Regions from separate parts of the Macaca mulatta genome. Here region 1 is linked to region 2. Evidence: chromatin contacts called from public Hi-C data. All regions are on one chromosome and are shown on one strand. Each heading gives the region's core, a stretch centred on a gene start, on an enhancer-like site or on the middle of the called end of the contact. The rest is flanking DNA. Distances are from core to core; before and after follow the strand shown. Region 1 holds the start of AP1AR (adaptor related protein complex 1 associated regulatory protein). Region 2 has its middle 48 kb from the start of FAM241A.

Evidence for each region. Hi-C and Micro-C count contacts between places; a contact is called where the count stands out from the background.
Region 1: a Hi-C map of fetal cortex germinal zone shows a contact between it and region 2, with 3 times the contacts expected there. The contact joins the promoter of AP1AR here to the enhancer-like site in region 2. A contact is called at or near these places in 6 of 14 Hi-C or Micro-C datasets (CD4 T cells, blood, cortical neurons and 3 more).

Annotation. Positions count from the first base shown.
Region 1 is chr5:121,478,722-121,485,167 of T2T-MMU8v2.0, reverse strand. AP1AR (adaptor related protein complex 1 associated regulatory protein) reads right to left here and starts at 2,660. Exons shown (of 10, transcript NM_001193936.2): 1 at 2,257-2,660. The coding sequence starts at 2,339.
Region 2 is chr5:121,350,546-121,356,630 of T2T-MMU8v2.0, reverse strand. No RefSeq gene overlaps it. Among named protein-coding and RNA genes, the nearest start is that of FAM241A, 48 kb to the left of the region's middle. Within about 2 kb of position 3,255, at least 1 of the 40 cell types and tissues checked has an H3K27ac peak or open chromatin away from gene starts, as enhancers often do. A contact at or near this core is called in fetal cortex germinal zone, where this site is marked.

The DNA.
Region 1 (6,446 bases), core at 1,411-3,910, 130 kb before region 2:
CAACCTATAAACTCTCACTGCCTCCACAGGACTTGTTCAAGGAGTTTTGCCCACAAACAGTAAAAATCCAACCACAGGTTGAGTATACCTAACCTCAAAACCCAAAATCTGAAATGTTCCAAAATCCGAAACTTTTTGATTGCCAAAATGTTACTCAAAGGAAATGCTCATTGGAGAATTCTGGATTTCAGATTTTCAGATACTGAACCATATACAATGCATATATTCCAAAATCTGAATAAAAATCTGAACTTCAAAGCAAGTATTTCAGGTAAGAAATACTCAACCTGCTGGCCGGGCGCGGTGGCTCATGCCTGTACCCCAGCACTTCGGGAGGCTGAGGCAGGCGGATCATGAGGTCAGGAGATTGAGACCATCCTGACTAACACGGTGAAAACTGGTCTCTACTAAAAATACAAAAAAATTAGCCAGGTGTGGTGACGGGCGCCTGTAGTCTCAGCTACTTGGGAGGCTGAGGCAGGAGAATGGCCTGAACCCGGGAGGCGAAGGTTGCAGTGAGCCGAGATCGCGCCAGTGCACACCAGCTTGGGCGACAGAGCGAGACTCCGTCTCAAAAAAAAAAAAAAAAAAAAAAAAAAAGAAAAGAAAAGAAAAGAAATACTCATAGTCAACCTGCTTATGTTTTTATGGCATATCTACAGACAATTAACACTCACGCTGATTCATGGATTTCCTCCTGCCACCTCCCTATGCTGCCACGTTCATAAGCTGAGGGAGTAGAACATACAATTTTAACGCTGTACTCTACGGAGACCACATAAAAAAAGGAAAACTAAAGTCCCACAGACACATCATGTAGTCCAAAGTCAAGTACAAAGTTTTTTGTTTATCCATTTAGAAGTACTGCTCCCCACAAACCAACTTTCTTAGAGCTAGAATTTAACGCCCTGTAACACAACTACGAATACTAGTAAAAGCCAAAGACTGTGTGGTATCTAGTTTTTGGGCAAGCCTACTTAAGCAGCCTGACCTTGTAAATTGCATTCACACATAAAAATTAGAAATACTTAAATCAGATGATCCTGGATGACAAGATAAAACAGCTGTCATGTCCCACTCAACAGTAAGAACTCTTAAATTAGGGAAATCGAAATATTAAAACTAGGCACAAACTGCAAATCCTTGCCCTTCCATTCTAGGGATAATTAGTGTAAAACCTTAGCTACTTTGTATCAGAGAGGTAACACAATGCCTAATGAATGAGAATCCTATTATATTTTATAAGATCTCCATTACCAAAGATTCAAATCATGATCATTTAGTTCAATTTATTTATGTTGAACATCTTATTACCCAATAATGTTAAATGGAACAGATTATGAAAAATTAGCAATGTTTCAGAAAGGGCAAAATAGTCCTTACACAAACTGGCTTGATTCAGATTTTCAATAACAACAAAGTCAACCCCAAAGGAATTTGCTCTAATTTTTTCAATATCTATGAAATAAAATACACAAAAATGGAATTATGAAATTTCTATTTTGTGGATGGTGCATATACAAAACCTAAGCATATCCCAGGTTTACTTAAGAGAAGTTAAGTTCGGGACTGCAATTTACCTGATGTTATAGGACGTTTGAGTAGCAATCAGGGAAAGGAATTCTTCTCGAAATTTCAAAAACTTAATATGAAAAAATTACACATAGCCCCTGCGTTACCAGCACCAAGAATCTGAATGCCCATTGGGAACTCTGCAATTCAGCAAGTCTTTGTAGCTATCAAAGAGTTCATCAGTATCTGAAACCTTCTTTTACTCCAGCATCCAAATGACTTCTACGTAAAATCAATCTGAGGCATTAAGTCCGTAGCCAGATCCCACCTGCTCTGCCTGGGCTAAAGAGAGGGTCAGATACAGGGATACTAGCTTTGGCATTAAACCCAAGCTCAGCGCAGGGTGTGTCCAGGTTGCCCTGGAGCCGATCCTACAGCCCATTAGCGCGAGGTTACTCCTTGTTTCCTGGAGATGATGTCTCCCGTGACTCCTTCCCCGCGTGACAGGGTGCCCTGGCAGGAGCGACACCCCGCCCCCTCTTCTACCTCTTTCCGAGGAGGCCCAGAGACCGGCCCCCACACTGGGCCTCCAACACGACCACCCGTCTGACGTCTGCTAAGCAGTGAGTGTAGCAGGGCTCTCGGCCGCCACCTCCAGCCGCCGGGGGACAGCGAAAGGGATTCCCCGCCGGGGGCCGAATAGGAGGAGCCACGGGGGCCGGGCCCCTCCCCCAGCGGGCTTACCCTCCGCCGCCGCCTACTCGCTGCAGCCGCCCCGCTTCCTTGCGGAGCAGTCCGAAGCACTGCGTCCAGCAGCAGTTCCCCATCGCATGCCGCCCAGGCGCCGCCGCTCCTCCTCCTCCTCCGGCTCAATGCCCAATCCCAGGCCCGGCAGCCGCATCCGCGCGGCACGAGCCGAAATGGGGTTCAGGGACCGAGGGCGGGCCGGCCGGAGCGCGGCGGCGTGAGGGGACGGGGCGACGAAAGAGACGAGGCGCTAGGGAACAAAGGCAGTGTTTACTCCCGCGGCCGTAGAGCCACCGCTGCGCGAGGGAGGAGCACCGGACTGAAGGGTCTAGACTCCTTCGCCGCCAGCATGGCCCTTCTTGCCTCAGCCCCCAGCCCTGCGCGAGTGACCGCCTCCAGCTGCCGAAGGAGGCCAGTCCCCGCGAGCCTACACCCTGGCCCCGCCCCCCAGCGCCCCCAGGCCCCCGCTCGCCGCCGACGCTGCCACACCCCCGGCCTCTACCGCGCCCCAATTGGGCGCGCTGCCTCGGGGCCCCGCCTTCTCCCGTGACCGGCCTTTGCGTCACTTCCGCTCGCTGCTGGTTCAGCTGCTTCTGCCTGCGATACGGTTCAGTTTCTGCGTGCGGACGTTTGTTTTGTTGGACCTTGACCTGACTAGGAAATTTCCCTCTCTCATTGCAGTTTCGGGCATCCTAGTCCGGAGGACGCTGGGCTTGGCATGGTTAAGGCTCAGCCTTCGCACTTTGTATCAAAGGCGTGTGAGGAGCTAGAGTCCCAGGCCGGAAGTTATAAGTGCGAAAGGGCGTTTCTCTGCATGGTGTGCTTAGTTTTTGTTAATATTGCACCATAGGTGGAGAATAGAGTCGGGAACTGAGGTTACTTTGAACGCACCAATATTTTTTTCCGGTCTCTGGTTTGTGTCTTAATCTCCATACTGTTAGCGTTTTAGGGAAACAATAATGGTGCACTATTGGCCTCGTTTTGTTTAAAATCAGATCTTCAAATAATTTGGGGTCGGGTAGTTGGGGTTCAGACGAAATTGGCAAGAGGGCTGGGGTTTTTCGGGGACGCCAGCGTTGCCATTCCAAGCATGCTGCCCAGAACTGCTGTAGATGGGAAGAGAAGGCTGCTCTGATGGGTCCGCAGCCCTCTCAAATGCTACCATGTAACTCGCGTCTTGTTTGGCCTCAAGACAGTTGGCCTCAAATAGATATAAGATGTGGCTTAGTAGACACCTAGTCCAGTGGATAGGAGGATGCTCTCATGGACTGGACACATCAAGTTTTTAGCCTGTTTAATTAAACCTAGAAAAATTGTTAGATTTTAGAAAGTTTTTATTGATGATAAAATGTTCTCTGAACTCATTTTCTTGCTGCTTTAAACACCTATCTGGTTTCAATCTTAGCGCTGCTACTTAACTAATTTTTATTTTATTTGGGTTTTAGTTATTTTTGTAATCAGAAGCATGGGATAACATTTGTCCCAATGGTCTGCTTTCAGTGAATGTTGGGATGACCGAATGACTTCCTAAATAGTTGAATGCATTTTCTTTTCTCCTTCCAACTCTTGAAATTAGACAAATGTATTAATGAAATAGTCATTAAAATTCAACTATAAAGGTTTACAGAAACTGGCACATCTATCCTATGGAATATTTAGTAACAAAAAGGAACACACTAGATGAACACACCTTGAAATGAATCTGTAGGAAATTATGGTTAAAGAAAAAGCCAATCTCAAAGGCTTATATACTGTGTAATTCCATTATGTAACATTTCAGAATTGACAAGTTTATATAAATGGACAACAGAATAATTGATTGCCACGGGTCAGGGATGGAAATCCTGCATCTTGTCTATATTAATGTCAGTTATCCTGGTTGTGTTATTGCAATAGTTTTGTAACATGTCACCATTGGGGGAAACTAGAATAAAGGTATACACGGTCATCTGTATATTATTTCTTAAAACTGCATGTGACACTACAATTGTCTCAATATAAAAAGTTTGATTAAAAAATATAGCTATAGACTTGACAGAGCACTTCCTATAGGCATTCTATAAGCCTATATTAAAACTAAATCTCACTTAAAAATAATTTTTTTGTAGTAAATCTGATCTCAAGGATATGAATGATCCTCAGAAGCAATACAAATGAAGAAGACGTTTAAAAACTTCACTAAGCAAAATAATGCAAATTAAAATGCATGTTTTAGTCATTTGTATTGATTCACTTGTCAGGTTAACAAAGATTTACAGATGGAAATACTCAGTATTTGCAAGGATACAATGAAATGATACTATTCTAAACTGCTGCAGATAGTGAAACTCATTCTGAGAAATCATTTGGAAATACCAAGAGGCAGAAACAAATTAAATTCTCAAAAATTGAAGGATGATGAAATTTGCTGGTGTATTCTTGTTACATAGACACAAGAAATATATTTTTTAAAACGTTAATAATATGGAATACTGCTTACTGAATAATGTGTGAAAAATCAGGATAGAAAATTATATGTATGTTCCAAATGATGTTTAAAACAAAACAGATACATTCTCACGTTCTTTCTTACACGTGTTTCTTGAAAATAAAGGCTGGATGGTAAATATCAAAATGGTAACAGTAATTATTTCAAGATTGTGAATGTTGGGAGCTTTATTTCTCTTCTCTATTTTCTCAGTTTTGACAATTATTATTTAATACTTCTGTAATCAGAAAAAAAGTTTAAATTTGACCCTTCAGTAGAAAAGATTGATCACCAGTTCAATTAAAGTTTAATAACAAATGCAAACATTTAGAAATGCAGAATTTTGCCCCGCAATTCAGCTAAAACCAGGTTCTTGTCACATGACCAGGAAAACTTAGACACGTGGACACATGGAAGGTGAGTAGAGCAGGATTTTATTGGGCAAAAGGAAAAAAAGAAAAAACTCAGCAAAGCGAGATGGGAGTCCTATTATCAGGCCCCCACCTCATGGATGAATCCCAGGCTACTACAGGGGACTGAAAAAGCACCTCACAGATTGAATCCCAGGCCACCACACAGGAACTGAAGAGGCCAGGCTCCTTCCCCTGCCCTGGTTCCACCCCATTCCCCCAGTGCGCATGCGGGCATGCTAAGGCCCTGGGCAGGTTCCCTCATCTGCACAAAAGCATCTGATGTAAACACTTGTGGGGCAGGTGGGAGATTTTCTGGGGACCCCTTTTTGTCTGCCTAGGCATTTGACTGTCTCCGAAAGTAATAACTCAAATATGGGTAGGTTATAATAAATTGAGGGGAGTTACTTAATTTTTTTTCTACAAATGTATTAAATAAATTACCAAGCTAATCTTAGGGGTTATGGGAATTTATCATTGTGCAATTTTTCACCAAATTTGACATCAAGAATCTTCATGGTAAGCTTTAAAACTTTTTAAACATTCAGTTAAGTGATGATCTGCTTTTAGTTAAACAGAATTAGCAGGGAAAAAACCCATAACTGGAATGGAGGTTTGAGAGGCAGATAAACTTTGTTTTATGGTTGAGAAAGAGTAGTGTTTGAGGAATTAAATGATTTGCTCAAGGTCATACAATGAATTAAAAGTGTAATATGAAGAAAACTCAGGCCTCCTGACAGGCTTGTGCCTTCTGCCGTGCTTCAGTACTGGTTCCTCAACTCTTACATTTGGACATGGGTATAAAATCAGCAACGACCATAGTCACATGTATTCTGATAAGATTTGTACATTTAATTCATCATTGCTAGAGAGTTCGTTTAGAGCTGGGTGTGGTGGCACGTAACTGTAGTCCCAGCTACTCAGAAGGTGGAGGTAGGAGGATGGTTTGAGCCCAGGAGTTTGCGTTCAGCCTGGGGGACATAGCAAGACCCCATCATTTCAAAAAGTTCATTTATGTGACAGTTGGCTAGGCAGAATATTTAACTTATCAGTAAGATACACAAACACTTAGATTATCTACAGTAGGACCAGGCACAGTGGCTTATGCCTGTAATCCCAGAATTTTCGGAGGCTGAGGTGGGCAGATGGCTTGAGTCCAGGAGTTTGAGACCAGCCTTGGCAACATGGCAAGAGCCTGTCTCTACAAAAACTACAAAAAATAGTCAGGTGTGGTGGCATGTGCCTGTATTCTCAGCTACTTAGGAGGCTGAGGTGGGAGAATTGCTTGAGCTCAGAAAGTCGAGGCTGCA
Region 2 (6,085 bases), core at 2,006-4,505:
GTTACTGCTCTACCCCCAGCTCTTTTTTATGTGACACACAGAGCCTTGGCCATCCTTAACAGACGTGTCCTGAGTGCTGTTTCTTGGAATAGCAAGTAATATGGCCAATACCTAATTTTGATGTATGGATTATCTCATTTAATCCTCATTATTATTTATAATGCAGGTATTAGAATTATCTCCTTTTTATGGATAATGACACTGAGGCTTAGAGAAGCTAAGTCACTTGCCGAAGATTATACAGCCATTAAGTAGCAGTGACCAGATCTGAACCCATGCAATAGGATTCTAAACTCTGTACTGCCTCTCTTAATGACTGCCTATCGGGAATTCACTCTCCATGATGGTTGCAGTGCAAACTTGATGGAATGGAAGGCAAATGTTAATTGCTATATGACTTGCCTTACACTTATTTATGTCAGAGTGGAACTGCCAAAGGTCAGGATTGTTTGGAGGTCCATAAAAATTTCATATTGCTTGTCTTCCCTGTGCAAGGTGCTCATTGAATATCCTACCCCCAACCCCCACCCCCTCCTTCTCCATCTCTCATGGGGTAAAGAGGACATACAAACTCTTTCGCAAAAATAGACATTATGGTGAAAATCAACTAGATAAATGAACATCTCCCCCTTATCTTTATAAAGTATGAACATTGAAAGAAAATCAGAGTTTTTTAAAAAGGCAAATTATGCCACTACAATTTGAATAAAGAACTCTTTTGTTTGACAACATAAAGCTTTTGCAGAAGTACTATTTTAATATGTAAAAGATTAAGGACAAATTAAAAGCTAAAACATTGCCCATCAATACTTGAAGTCTAGCAAAAATCATAGGATACAGGTTAAATTTAAGCAATTTTCACAGCAAGGATGGTGTTCAAAGTCATCGCCCAGTAGGAGGGTGGCCCCTATTCCCAAGTTTTGATCCTTGACCATGATTCCTGGTCTGCAGACACCCAAAGCTACTTCATCTCACTTTATATCTCTCAGAATGCCCTAGAATGTCTCTCCTTGCTTCTCCAGGAATCCCTATTACCAGTCCCTCCTACTCTACAGCTCTCTCTGACTCTTGATTTTGGATTATATTTAAGATTGCTATTATTGTACTATGTAGGCCCTTACTTAAAATTTTAGACTCTCAAATGTTGCAGTCATACACTTCCTTTTTCCAAATTAGAAACTAAGAAAAATAATAGCAGCTCTCTTCTGTTTCCATCCTTCCCCTCTTTACAAAAAAGAAACTTAAAACTCTCAAAATAAAAATATTCCTTTCCATAAATTGGTTCTTCTTCCTGTTGGAACTGCACTTGATCAATATCTCATGACATACTTAATTCTGCGTCTTTCAGCAGTAAATTTTGGGTAATAATTTTCAGGGACAAGGCAACTCTGCAATATTACCTTATCCATTAACCAATGAATCAGGTAAGAAATTTTGTTTTTCTTCTTTTTCCCTGATAAGTTATTTAAAATACATCTTTTGTAATATTTGGATATAATTTAAGATAGCACATAAAACTTGCAAGGAATTTCCATTTCACCATGGACAACTTACCCTCAAAGTCATTGTCTCCCTCTAGTTTTACTTTCTATTTAAGTTTCATTTTTTATGGTAGCTAGACATCCATTGTGTGGACTTAATCACTGTACAAAGTGCATAGTGCCCACAATATTTTTAGGGGCCCACAAAAATATATGAATTTTATTTCTAATTCAATAATTAAAGTGTATACCAAAGCAGTCACAAAATACAATTGTGTATGTGCATGTGTGTGTGTGTGCATGTGTGTGTGTGTGTGTGTATGTGTATTCTTTTCAATGAAGGAAGGGGCTCTGAAGGCAAAAGTGCTTAGAACTCATGAAAGTCATAACACTACGAAAGTGGCTTTTTTATAGCAAATGAACATTTTAAAACTGCCAGCCATATTCCATATTCTTCAGAGTTTTTATGTTGTTTGTGGTTTTGATGATCATGTGAACCATCTAATTGCATAATTTGTGACCAATAAATTATGCAATTTATTGGTCACAAATTAACACTAAAGTGGAGTATAAAATTCTGAGAATATGAGTCTTGAACAATAAATAAGCCTTCAGGTATTGATATGTTATCTTAATTTGGCTTTAGTCATTCCTTATAAGTTTTATTTATTTATTTACTTTAATTTACTTTTTAATATAAACTTAAAATAAAATCCTATCCCCCTCCCCCACCAACTGAACAAACCCCCATTGTGCCCAAGAGAATTCCAGGAAAACCTTAAAACTGAGTTCCCAGCCATGATGGAATGGAAAGTCAGACATATTTCATTAAACCCTCCCTTTTATGGTTTAGGCAGAACAACTGATCAGCATTAGTGGTAAAATAGAGATCATCAGACTGACAGAACAAACTTTGTGGCAATAAGATACCATATTACACCATGATACAAACAGGACCTAAGGCCATGCCAGGCAAGGATTAGTTCACGCACCCCCTACACTTAAATAATAAAGTAGGTTTTTCTTTTTCTCTGGCAGCTAAACAAGCACTGGCTTCGAGATAAGCAATATTAAAACAATTTGCACCTCTACCAGATTCTGACCCCCACTCCCGGTTCCACCCACTCCCTGTTCCACCAGCCATAGCTATAGCTTTGATTGGATAAGAGACTGATTTCAATAACTTTCTCCTGATCAGAAGATCATGGACCATGGATTGGTTCTGGGCAGTTTATAGAGATTGTGCACTTGTACACCTTCCTGCCCTGAAAGGACCTTTTGATTTATAGAGCCTAATTGTAAATACATTTAAATGTTAAGTCTCCACCCCAAAGTGAACATGGGTCATGTTACATGCGTGTTTGTTCAATATGCATGTGACATTCAATATGTATCAGGACCACCCTCATGAATATTTATAGCTCCCCCTGTGCCTGTAGAATATGTATGTTTATCCAACCTGTTCAGCACAACACTTGCACTCCAAGCAATCCTCCTGTGAAGTGCCTGTCTCTGGTCTTTGCGGGAGGCATGCTGCCCAGTCTACAAGATGGTCACTTTGCAGGCTGTAACCCTGTAGAAGAAATAAAATCTCTACTTTTCTAAATCTACATTTATAAATCCTATTTTTTTTAAGTTAACATAAAACAAGCTTTTTAAATGTAACATTATTGGCTTTGTTTACCTTTATTATTTTCCAAAACTATGGCACCATCTACTGGAAGTTTAAAGAACAGTGCTGCATGCTTAGATTAATGGAAACAGTTCAATCCTACATCCCATGTATTTACAAAATGAAGACAGTTTATGTTACTGCCTCCTCCTCTTGCCAATTCAATGCCTTTTAAAACATCTACTCTGTCCCTTAAAAGTCCGTTTTTACCTCTCCAGCAATGCCATCTACTTCTGTAGTTTCTATTGAACCATAATGTTCAAACTCCAACTCTGATATTTTTTCCTGATGTTTTCCTGGCTTTGTCTTTTCAACTGCTGACTGAACTGGATACCTTTTCAACTCCAGCTGAAAGGTATCAGCTAGATTAAGGATGGCTGCTGTTAAGCTGTCTCTGGCAGCACCTCATACTCATCAGAAGTCTGTCTTTGTCTCATCTCGCATAGGACAACTCTCTGTTGTACTTTGCCTTTATTTCCAGAAACTGCCTTCTGTGTCCATACCTTCTGCTTTTATAGTTCAGCTCATCTACCCAACTCACATCTTTGTCATCTATGCCTTTCTCTATGGAAATTTTCTGGTGCTAACCTATTTCTGGCTATGGAATGTCTTGACTTTTACTTCTTCCCCTTGCTGGATCATTCCTGACAACAACTCTCGGATGCTGCATTCTCTGAAGGACTTAGATGCTTAGAGCCCTTATATGACAAGCCCTTTGGCTACCAGTAGTTATACTGGCTGCTTATCAGAGTGTCTGGGAACCCTTCTTAAAACTCCAGTTACTCAGATCTCACAGCAATTTGATTTAGTAGCTCTGCTGGAGACCCTGGGAATTTTAATAAATGCCTCAGAAGATTTCTGGTGCAACTGTTTCATTTGGGAACCAACAGCCCACAGGATAAATTATGCTTCACAGAATACAAAACTCTGCATAAAGTGGCCCAAGTCTGTCCTTGCGGTTTCATATTTTGCCATCTGACCTGCCATTTCTTCTGCAGGCACTTTCCTTACTCCTTGTTCTTTCTCTTTTTGCTCCTTCCCAGTTGGAAAATTTCTTCTCATCTTTTTTTTTATGTTTATTTTTTGAGATAGGGTTTTGCTCTTGTCGCCCAGGCTGGAGTGTGGCATCATGATCTCAACTCACTGCAAACTCCGCCTCCCAGATTCAAGTAATTCTCATGCCTCAGCCTCCTGAGTAGCTGGGACTACAGGCACCTGCCACCATGCCTGGCTAATTTTGTATTTTTGGTAGAAACAGGGTTTCACCATGTTGGCCAGACTGGTCTCGAACTCCTGACCTCAGGTGATCTGCCCACTTCCGCCTCCCAAAGCACTGGGAGTACAGGTATGAGCCATCGTGCCCGGCTTTCTTCTCATCTTTTAAATCACAGGTCAAATATCATCTTCTCTTCAGGGATTCCTTGTACTCTTCTTTTGCTTCCCTTTTCGTTAAGCAAAATTAATATTTCTTTTATCTGTGCCACTACACCTCAATTGTAGCTCATATACATAGTCAGATTCACACTCTGAATCCAGATGTTTATGTCCTAAAAAACCTAGATAGTAAGTGATCATTAAAACATGGTCCGTGGATCTCCTGCTTCAGAATCATCTAGGGTATGTGATCAATGATAGATTTTCACTGCAGATCTACTGAATTAGACTCTCTGGGGATGAAGTATGCAATTGGTAAAACAAATAGTGCAGGTAAGTCTTCTGTTCATTAAAATTTGAGAACCATGGTTCTATCAACTGTAGAAATTCAGGACATGAGTTGAAGTGACAATTCTTCCATGAACTGCATTAATCAACAGGACATATGTCAGGAGGTCAGAGCCCTCACATCTTTATCAGCAGCAAGGCCAAGGGGTTGGCTTCAGTTATCAGTGTTGAAGTTAGTGTTAGTGGTACCACTGCTTACTTTTTTTTTTTTAAACTATCAGTTTTCCTTTTAAACAGTCCTCCTAATTAAAAACAATGCTAGGTAAAAGAAAATATACTTGAGAGCAGCATCATATTTATGTGTTAAACCATGGTTCTTCTCCTAAAACTTTAACATTCCCTGGCCTTAGAATATATTATAATCCTAAATTTAAGAGGATGATCTATATTGTTATACTGTCATCTTCATTTCCCTCTTATGTACTTGTTGAGATTAGGACCCTTATCTAATTGTTCCTCAGTCTTTTTAACCTGAAGTCTCCAGGTATTTTTAAAAAATAATTTTAACTTTTATTTTAGATTCAGAGGGTATATGTGCAAATTTGTTACATGGTCATATTGTGTGATGCTACGGTTTGGTATATGATTCAATTTGTCACTCAAGAAGAGAGCATAGTACCCAATAGTTTATTTTTCAACCCTTGCCCCCTGCCCTTCCTCCCCACCTCTAGTAGTCCCCAGTGTCTGTTGTTCCCATCTTTATGTCCATGAGTACCCAATGTTCAGCTCCCACTTGTAAGTTAGAACATGCAGTATTTGATTTCTGTTTCTGCATTAATTTGCTTAGGATAATGGCCTCCATTTGCATCCATATTGCTGCAAAGGACATGCTTTCATTCTTTTTAAGGCTGCATAACTTTCCATGGTATATATGTACCACATTTTCCTCATCTAATCAACTGCTGATGGACATCTAGTTTGATTTCATGTCTTTGCTATTGTGAATAGTGCTGCAATGACATATGAGTGCATAGTGTCTTTTTGGTAGAATGATTTATTTTCTTTGGGGCATATAGCTAGTAATGGGATTTCTGGGTTGAGTGGTTGTTCAGCTCTTAGTTCTTTGAAAAATCTTTAAACTGCTTTCCACAGTGACTGAACTAATTTACATTCCCACCAATAGTGAATAAGCATTCCCTTTACTCCACAGCCTCACTAGTGTCTGCTGTTTTTTGACTTTTTAATAATAAGCATTTTGACTGGTGTGAGA